Regions from separate parts of the Mus musculus genome. Here region 1 is linked to region 2. Evidence: chromatin contacts called from public HiChIP or PLAC-seq data. All regions are on one chromosome and are shown on one strand. Each heading gives the region's core, a stretch centred on a gene start, on an enhancer-like site or on the middle of the called end of the contact. The rest is flanking DNA. Distances are from core to core; before and after follow the strand shown.

Region 1 (4,769 bases), core at 187-2,686, 200 kb before region 2:
TGAGTGGGTGTTTTGTTTGCATCTGAGGAATTATAGTCCTTTCGTTGTCTAGATCTGTGCATGGATTCTCTTTGTATAGCTCCAAGAAACTTAAATGTTTAGTGGGTCTTGTTCTTTGTTGTTGATGGTAGGATCGAACAGAGGCTGCAACCAGAATCATCCACTCCATCAGAAGTAAGCGATGTAAGATGGTGAAGGACATGGAGGCGCTCTGCGATGCCTACATCATCTTGGCAAACATGGACGCCTCTCAGTGGAGGGCTCAGAGAAGTATGTGTGAAAGTACCACTGCCGCTGTCCAGCTTGACCTGCAGTGATAGTCCTCCGTTTACAGCTGTCACTAAAATCTATTTATTTTTAACGTAGAAGGCATCAATATTCCAGCCAACCAGCCAATCACTAAACTGAAGAATTTAGAAGATGTTGTTGTTCCCACTATGGAAATTAAGGTAATTTACTATTAACTCTTGATTTTTTTTTAAAGATTTATTTATTTATCATATCTAAGTACACTGTAGCTGTCTTCAGACACTCCAGAAGACGGTTAACTCTTGATTTTTAATAAGACTAAATTACGGGCTGGTGAGATGGCTCAGTGGGTAAGAGCACCCGACTGCTCTTCCGAAGGTCCGGAGTTCAAATCCCAGCAACCACATGGTGGCTCACAACCATCTGTAACAAGATCTGACTCCCTCTTCTGGCCTGTCTGCAGACAACTACAGTGTACTTACATATAATAAATAAATAAATCTTTAAAAAAAAATAAGACTAAATTACACATTAGTAGATTAAATTATTTGTAGATTTTTTTTCAGTCCAAATGGCTAATTATTGTAGTTTCATATCTTTCTACCTATAGGTTGTCCATTAGATTTTTTTCTTTCTTTTTTTCTCCCTTCCCCCACCTCTCTCTCTCTCCCTTCCTCCCTTCCTCCCTCCCTCCCTCCCTCCCTCCCTTCTTTTCTTTCCTGTTATCTCTTATTGTTATTTTAACTCTAGGGACTGAACCTATTATGCACTGGGGAAGCCTTTTTTATACGTTTAAGGCAGGGTCTCACTTTGTTGACTATGAACCTGCTCTGTAATTGAAGCAAGACTAGAACTTGACCATCCTCCTCTCTGTCTTTTGAGTACCTGGGACTACAGACCTGTGTCCCGTTCACTGTTTTTCTCTGTATTATTCTTTCTCAGTGTGTGGGTGTGTTTCATGCCCATGGTGATGGAACACTCTACCTCTGGTTTGCGGGTGGGCAACACCACTCCATCATTTTTGTTGTCGCCGTTTTGGTTTTTAGTCATTCAGTATGCACTGGGATGTATTGGCTGTGATGTAACTATATTATTTAGTAAAACAGTAGGTGTTATGGTACCTCTAAGTTGCTGTGTATACGTACTAAACACCTATTCATAGTGATCTTTTATTCCTAGAAGTACCATGTGGGCAGGATGTGTGTAACACTAAAGGTTACCATTTTAGAAGCTGATGCGTTAGGTCCATGGTACAGCTCTCTTTCTCCTTCCAATGTGTACACTAAGATTAGTGTTCTTGTTACTGAGTTTGACCCATTATTGCATCATGCAGGTTAACAGATACAGGCTATGTGGTTTAGCTGAATATTTCCTCTTTTAAAATTTTACATGATACTCTTGTGAATTAAATAATTCCTTAGATTTTTTTCAACATATGTAAATAACAACTAAGTTCTAGTTTTCAGTAGTTTTTCAGCAGTACTATTTAATTGACTTAAAATGCTGAAGATTTATGAAAAGATGTTTAAGAAAGTAAACTGTGTTATATGTAATTTTAAAAATCTGGGCAGCAAGTAAAGACACTTGCTGCCAATCATTTAAACCAGAGCTCTGCCTGGGTACCAGCATGGTGACACATATGTGTGGTCACCCAAATACACACACATACACACCAAGTAAATAAGCAAACGTAATAAAAATCTATCAGTGTCATTAATTCTAACTTGAATTAAACAAATTAGAAATTAGAAACCCAGCTGTTAATTAGCAGAGTTATCATTTGTGGTTGTTTACTGTTTATCATTAGTTATTCTCCTGTTTTGTTTGTCTGACCTATAATAATTATTTATCATCATTTATTAGGTTGATCCCACAGGAGAGTATGAAAATCTGGTGACTATAAAATCATTTAAAACAGAATTTCGCTTAGCTGGAGGCTTAAATTTACCCAAAATAATAGATTGTGTGGGTTCTGATGGCAAGGAAAGGAGACAGCTTGTGAAGGTAAGACTTCCTGTTTCTGGTATAGTCTTCAGAGGATTAATGCCATCAACATCAACAGCAGGATATTTAATTCTTACCTCATTTGGTTGTCTGGATCTAGCTTTATCCTGAATAATGACAGGTAGAAAACATTTTTGAAGTAGAAATACAGTGTGATAGAATCAAACTGCTTTTTAGAATTGTGTGTCTTCTCTGAAAGACTGTAATTTTTGTTTTTGTGTCCTGCTATTATGGATTAGAACCAGGGCCTCGCTCATGCTCATCTGCTTCTGAGTTACATCCCAGCTCTCCTTTAGGTTTTATTTGACACAGGGTCTTGCTAAGCTCCCTGGGCGGGGCTTGAATTTAAGACCCTCTTACCTGAGCCTCTGGAGAAGCTGAGACTGTAAGTCGGCAGTACTGGGCTTAGCAGGCTCTTGCACAGTTGATTCAAGAGAAAGAATTGCACACGCTATGAGCTTACTTGTAAAAAAGGCTTATGGTGGGGATTAGAACAATTTAAGGCCTGTACTCAATATCCCGGGCCTGACACAGTGCCACTTGCTCCTGAGAAGTAGCAGCACTCCCTGCTTTGCATTGCTGCTTAGGTGCTTTTGGAGTCTTGCTGAAAATAGAAGAGAAATGAAAGATTACTTTATTTGGGTGTTTTGTATTGTGCCTTCAGTTGAAGGAGTTAGTTTAGTTATTAGAGAAGCAGCTAAGAGGAACTTGGCCTTTGTATCAATCTGCTTCCCAGTTTCATAGGTTTTGTTTTTTTTTTTTTTTCTAAGTGAAAAATGACAGTAGGTATTAATTATTCAAGACATTCTGAAGATGAGTGTAGAAACTCAGATTGACTAGTTCTGCCTTTTCTTAGATGACTCTGTGCTTATAATAAAGTAAACTCTGCCTGTTCATGTCTGGTTGTTCTGAAGGGCCGTGATGACCTGAGGCAAGATGCTGTCATGCAGCAGGTCTTCCAGATGTGCAATACACTACTGCAGAGAAACACTGAGACTAGAAAGAGGAAACTGACTATCTGCACATACAAGGTAACTTGTGGTCCTGCAAGGTAGCTTGTGTTCTGCAGCTTGCCCAAGGAAGGTGCACTGTTTGGACCAAGAATGAGCATATGTTTTCTGTAAAAGAACAACTAGTAAATATTTTAGACTTTGAGGACCATTCAGGTCTTTTGTATATTGTTTAATTTTTACTTATGACTTTTTAAAATCTCTGTCATCTTTTGCTCACAAGCTGTACAGAAATAGACTGATACTGGTTTTGCTTCAGAGGCTATGGATTGCCACTCTCAGGTTGGACAACACAACTTTAATTTTCATTTTAGTATTATTTAATGTTGGCTGCCATTAGACATTTTCTACAGTCAACAGCAATAGTCTCCCTTTATTGTGGTAAGTAATGTGCTGTAGGGATTATGCTGCTGCTTATCTGTGCATGGTTCATTTTGGTTATTTCTGGGCTTGTGTTACTGCACACGGTGATACTCTGCACTGAACAGATGAAGTGAGCATGCATGCTTCGTTCATTTCACATTCTGGTCAATCTATTGGAAAGATTTTCAGAAATTGGATTGCTAAGTGAGAGGACACTGCAACCTTCATTTGGTAGATTTTACTGTAGGACAGTCAATGGAGTTAGACCCATTTCCATTTTCTCCACAGTTCACTTGAGAAATCCTCGGGTCCTGTTATTCTATCATTAGCTGATCTTTTTTCCTAAGAGGTGAAGGTTTGTCCTTTTCCGGCTTTGTTCCCACATTCTCTTCCCCATCTCCATCCTCTGTCACTGCTGTCTCAGGGCTTCTTGCTGCTTATCTTTCCCCAGGAAGATAGGAACAAACTGAAAAGCATTTAATTCACGTCTAGTTGAGAACCAGCTCTTTTTAGAACAGTCTCAGTGGCTGTTTCTTTATTTTCAGAAGGGTAAACTCTGCAACTATTTTCTCTAGACACTCAAATATTTTACTAGAAGATAAACACTAGTAAAATATTTTAAAGTGCATTGGAAAAGTGTTCCCTTCACAACAGTTAAAGAGTATGTATCATCATGTTCACTGCAGCAGCACAGATTCTAAAATTGGACCAGTACAAAGAAAATTATCGTGGTCCCTATATAAGAAGAGGGAAAAGGTAGTATGTATTATGGAGTGTTGGGACCCCACTTGAGGTTTAGAAATAAAGAAGCTGAGATATCTGTATAGTTGAAGGCTCTTGGCTTTTTTGCTGGGGCAGTCTCTCAGCTAGCTTCTAACTTAACCTGACTGCCATCCTGTCCAGCCATGTGGCGAGCTCTCTCTTTCTCTCATCTCTCTCTTTACATCCCTGCTTCATTTTTGTCCATGATTCTGTCTTTCTGCCAAGACGTTCTGCTTTCTTCTGCCCCGTCTCCAGCCACCAGCTCTTTATTTAGCAAAAGTCACATTTCTTTCTCCTATCAAAAGCTGCTAGCACAGTGGGAGAGGTCCCACAGCTTCCCCCCGCTGAGCAGAGCAGCAGGACTACACCACGTTCATAGGG
Region 2 (5,026 bases), core at 1,902-4,401:
ATAATCTTAAAGTCCCAACGGCCCCTACCTATATCGTCTGAGTTCTGGGATTACAGGTGTGCACTGTGATGTCTAATGTTTATTAGACATCTTGTGATGTCTAATGTTATTCAATGTTGGGGACTGGACTCAGGATCTTGTGTATGATAAGCAAGCACTCTGAATTGCATCTCCAGCCAGTTTTTTTTTTTTAATATTTTAAATAAGGAATCAGAGACTGGTAAAGGAAAAACCAGGCAGAAGAAGATCCAGGATCTGTTTACCTTCCCTGGAACAATGTTATAGAAAAACAAACAAACAAACAAACAGTCAGGAAATATGCAGCTGTCTATTTAACTGTGAGGTAAGTGTCAGAACTCTGAAATCTTTTAAAAAGAGATTTATTTATTTATTTATTTATTTATAAGTGCATGTGACCTACTGATTCTATTTAGTATTGCTCATCTGTGCATGTGTTTGGGGCCGACCACTTGGGATTGGATGACCTATTCAGGGGCTTGTTCCTAAAGAAAACTGATTCTCCTCTCTTTCTCAGCAGCTATTCATTTCCTGTAGCTCTGCCTCTAGTGGCAGGGACTTGTGGAATTTCCCCATCTATGGTGGCATGTCTACTGGTGTTGTCATTATGCAGGGGTTTTTCAACCAACAACATTATTGAGATTTCATAGATCCAATTTCCCTTCCATGTCTAGAAATCATGATCCTGAAGTCCATGTCCTGATCTGGTGGCTTGTACAGTCTTTCTTCTTCCTTGTTTACTTCTTGTTTTTGTTTGTTTGTTTTTTGTTTTTCTGCAATACTGTTCCAGGAAAGGTAAATAAAAATTAGGATTTTCTCCTCCATGGTTTTTCTTTTACAGTTTCTGATTGCTTATTCAAAATATAGGGAAATTGACTGGAGATGCAGCTCAGCCTATAGGGTGCTTGTCCAGCATACCCAAGATCCTGGGTCTAGTCCCCAACACTGAAGAGAGGGTAGAATCCATCTCTTGCCTTAGTCATTGTTGATGCCCTTATCTAACTTGTCTTGTAATTTTCCCCGAGCTTTATATGTGAAGTTGCATTGTAGATGTATCAACAGGGGAAAGCCCTCCCCCTTTAAAAGCAAACAAATAAACAGGCAAAAAGCTGGATAATGGCAGTTCACCCTTGGATGTCTTCTGTTGGGCAGCTCTGGCTTACCATCTTTACTCTGTTCTCAGGACCTCTGCCTCCTTATCAGGATTTAATGAACTGTTCTACTTTTGAACTCACTTGTCCACTGTTTCTGTCTGACTGGGTTTCATTGGTAGGATCTGTGGGATAAGAACTCGATGTTGGTCTCTGATTTTGAGAGCTCCAACATTTGTTGATTTTTCTGGCACCTTTGCATCAATACCAAGTCCTCCTGAGTTTATTGGCTAGACAGTTATAGCCCTCAAAGAGAATATCCCAGTCACACTACAGGGGAGGGGTTCCTGAGGAGCTGAGAGATACATTTTTTTTTTTCATCAGTGGTGGAGCTGCCTAACATTGCTCATACTTTAAAAAGAAATCTCAATGGTCTGGATAATTATACTCATTGGTTCTCTAAGGGGTAGAATCCATTCCTTGCTTTAGTCATTGTTGGTGCCCTATTTCACTTGCCCTTGGAAAAGTTCACAAGACACATGGTGTTTGTGTGTGTGTGTGTGTGTGTGCATGTGTGAGTGCATTTAAAAAGTATAGTGATAGCAGGGTTTGGTGGCACACACCTTTAATCCCAGCACTTGGGAGGCACTTGGGAGGCAGAGGGATTTCTTAGTTCGAGGCCAGCCTGGTCTACAAAGTGAGTTCCAGGACAGCTATACAGAGAAACCCTGTCTCGAAAAACAAAACAAAACAAAACAAAAAAAGTGTAGTGATGGAAAATATGAAAAAAAATCTTGGTTTAACTTATAGCTATAGTCATAGTCGTGGAAATAAACATTTACTTAACTTAAAAATCATTATAGCTGGGCAGTGGTGGCACACGCCTTTAATCCCAGCACTTGGGAGGCAGAGGTAGGTGGATTTCTGAGTTCGAGGCCAGCCTGGTCTACAGAGTGAGTTCCAGAACAGCCAGTGCTACACAGAGAAACCCTGTCTTGAAAAAAAAAATCACTATAAAATATACAATGTGAATATTCAGTTAAGGCCACCCAGTTGTTAAAACTGAGAGTAAATGTGATGGTTTGAATAAGAATGATTTCCATAGGCTCATATATTTGGAGTCACAGTTTCAAAACTTTGGAGTTTCAAAAGTCCATGCCAGGCACAGTGTCGCTGTTCATGCGTGCGTACGTGCGTGTGCGTGCGCACGCAGGTGTGTGTGTGTGTGTCTGTGTGTCTGTGTCCTGCCTATGGATCAGGATGCAGCTCTTAGGTACTGCTCCAGTGCCCACCTGGATGCTGGCATGCCTTCCCTGTCATGATGATAATGGACTAAACCTGTGAAACTGTAAGCCAGCCCAGTTAAATGATGCTTCTTTCTATAAAAGTTGCCTTGGTCATGGTGTCTCTTCACAGTAATAGTTCAGTGACTAACACAGTAATCATCTCAGGGTTTGGTTTTTGTTTTGTTTTGTTTTGTTTGTTTTTGACACTTTGTAAGATAAATGGTGATTGATGTTTAGGATGCTCTCCAGAGGCATCTTTACGATGTCTATGTGTAAGTGTATTTTTCTGTATTATGTAACTTTTTGTTAATTGAAAAGTTTGCTTTAAAGCATTTTGAGTCAACACGGTGGCATTTAACTGAAATTAGAGTATTCAGGAGGCAGGTGAATTCTTATAAATTTGAGGCCAGTCTGATCTACAAAGTAACTACGACCTACATACTCTATAACGTATAGCAGTGTACTCGCGAATGTTGGGCACACTTGAATCCAGAGTAAATGAAAAGCAGTACTTTACGCTGAGTATGACTTCACCATACTAGCAATAAGCAGTGTACTTGCGCTGTTTCCGGAAGCCCCAAGCACTCTCGGAAGCAGTGGAGCACGCCCAGTTCCTCCGTGCACGCTTTCCCCTGGCGTCTTAAGATCGCCCCGCCCAGCGGAAGCCAAATCACCAATCATCGTCCGCGCATTGCCTGTCGTCATTAATGTGTGCCCACTCTCCCCAGCTTGGGGGCGGGTTCCCGGACTTGCGCGTGCGCCCCTGCGCCTTCTCCACACGCTGGTTTCGCGTCTTCCGTGCTGTGCCTTGAGGAGCGAGGAGGCTCCCGTGTAGCGGCGTCGTGGGTCCTGGCAGCCCCCGCCATGGGCAAAACGGTTGCTTCTCTGGGTCAGGGAACCCGACCCGACCCGGTGCGGAGCTTTAATCGCTGGAAGAAAAAACACAGCCACAGGCAGCACCAAAAGAAGGAGCGGAGGAAGCAGCTAAAGAAGCCGGAATGGCAGGTCGAGCGCGAGGGGATCAGCCGCCTCATGCAAAACTACGAGAAGGTGAGGTGGGCTCGGGGCACGTTCGGCGGGGCTCTGGGGAGCGAGGGTGGGTGCAGCCCGGAGGTGTTGCCGCTGTGGTGGACTTAGGGTCAGGGTGGTGTGGGAAAGGGGCGGACCCGGCCAACGGGGCCTCACTAGTGGTCTGTTGGGTGTCGCTACCCAGGTCTGACTCTTCTACTTTCCGCAGTGCTGGGAAAAGTGATAGAAATGCGGTGACACTCCGGGTAGGGACATGTGGTGCAGCAGTGGTGACAGAACAGAGAGGCAATAGTGACCGCTGTGGAAAGAACCTAGCGGATGGAGTGAGAGCCTTCAGTAGAGTGCTAGCCCAACACGCAGGAAGTCCTGGGTTCAATCCCCAGCTCCACATAAACCGGGCACATATTGAGCACTAAGGAGGTGGAGGCAGGGGGATCAGAGGTGCAAAGTCATCCAAGGCTTTATAGCAAGTTCGAGGTCAGTCAGTGATACGTGAAACTTGGTCTCAAAAATGAAATAAATAAGCTAAAATCTGGAGTGATGTAAGAAAACGCTGTTGTTCGTGGGAAATGTTTAAAATAATAGAAATATCTTTAAGTACTCTCCATGTTTTATATTCTTTGCCCCTATCTTGAGGTGTGGATGGATCCTAGTAGTCCATTTAACGGATAAGAACTGTAGAGTTTGGAGAGGATAAGAAACTGGCCCTAATTTCCCACATCTAGTAGTGTGGAATTGGAACCTAGACCTGTGTCTGTTTCCACAGCTCTCGATCTTTAAGTTGGGAATTGGCTCTGTCCCTTAGCATCATCTTTTGTTCTTTGTCTCATTGTCTTCATGGTTTTCACCAAGAATCAGTGGAAAGACAATGGAATGTGTTTGCCTCTTCCTGACATCAGCATCTTGTAGCCAGTGTTCCTAGATGAGTAGTCTCATAGTTAACACTTAGACAAGCTGGCGTGTTTTCCTGCCCTAGGTGTCTGCCCCTTAGGAATGTTACTTCTATCCATCCTCTTAAAACCCATATTTTCCAGCATTCATCTACCTTTCTCACCTTTCCAGTGAATGCCACCTTTCTAGTTTGGGATTTAATAGGTAGAATCATCCTGGAATTAAAAGTCATTACTTGCTATCTTGTAGCTTAAACAGCAACAGCAACAGCGACAACTAGATAAACTGTTCAGAGTTGGCAACATTTAAGAATTAGTTGGGGTTTTGACTTCAGATAATTTGATTCGGATTTGGCTCACCAGCTATATGACTTTGGTTACTTTTCTTACACTATTCACACCCTCCCCCCTTATTTTAAAAGGCTTAGTAGTAGTACCTGCCTCATAAGTTGTGAGGAATTAAGATAAAGTGTGGAAAACATTATTCACAATGCCTGTCATATAGAAAAAAGACAAATTAAAAAAGAGGCTATTATTAACAAATTGCTTTTGGATTTTGTTTTGAACTGTGACTAGAATTGCTTGGAGAATGTAGCCTTAGCCTGTGCTTGGTTTACTTCCGTGGAGCTGTGACTCCTTGTTTTGTTCTACCCAGAACTTTTCTGAGTTCATATCCTTATTTCTGCCTATGCTGAATGTCTTAGTTAGGGTT

The links. HiChIP or PLAC-seq counts read pairs in DNA pulled down with a chosen protein or histone mark.
Region 1: a contact with region 2 is called in a BATF HiChIP or PLAC-seq map of CD8 T cells, with 5 read pairs. The contact joins the enhancer-like site here to the promoter of Ddx10 in region 2. A contact is called at or near these places in 13 of 39 promoter capture datasets (the 3T3-L1 cell line, the C10 cell line, the HPC-7 cell line and 10 more), 4 of 15 datasets of contacts at CTCF or cohesin (embryonic stem cells, pro-B cells and stem cell-derived epiblast-like cells), 45 of 484 Hi-C or Micro-C datasets (B cells, the C10 cell line, CD4 T cells and 23 more), 24 of 115 datasets of contacts at active chromatin or transcription factors (the 230-238 cell line, CD8 T cells, the SCID.adh cell line and 12 more) and 4 of 9 other capture datasets (adipose tissue, embryonic stem cells, liver and 1 more).

Annotation. Positions count from the first base shown.
Region 1 is chr9:53,449,033-53,453,801 of GRCm38.p6, reverse strand. Atm (ataxia telangiectasia mutated) reads left to right here. Exons shown (of 63, transcript NM_007499.3): 53 at 132-270; 54 at 367-449; 55 at 2,113-2,253; 56 at 3,168-3,284. Among named protein-coding and RNA genes, the nearest start is that of 4930550C14Rik, 46 kb to the right of the region's middle. Within about 2 kb of position 1,436, at least 10 of the 459 cell types and tissues checked have an H3K27ac peak or open chromatin away from gene starts, as enhancers often do. A contact at or near this core is called in CD8 T cells and the SCID.adh cell line, where this site is marked.
Region 2 is chr9:53,246,237-53,251,262 of GRCm38.p6, reverse strand. Ddx10 (DEAD box helicase 10) reads left to right here and starts at 3,151. Exons shown (of 18, transcript NM_029936.2): 1 at 3,151-3,445. The coding sequence starts at 3,260.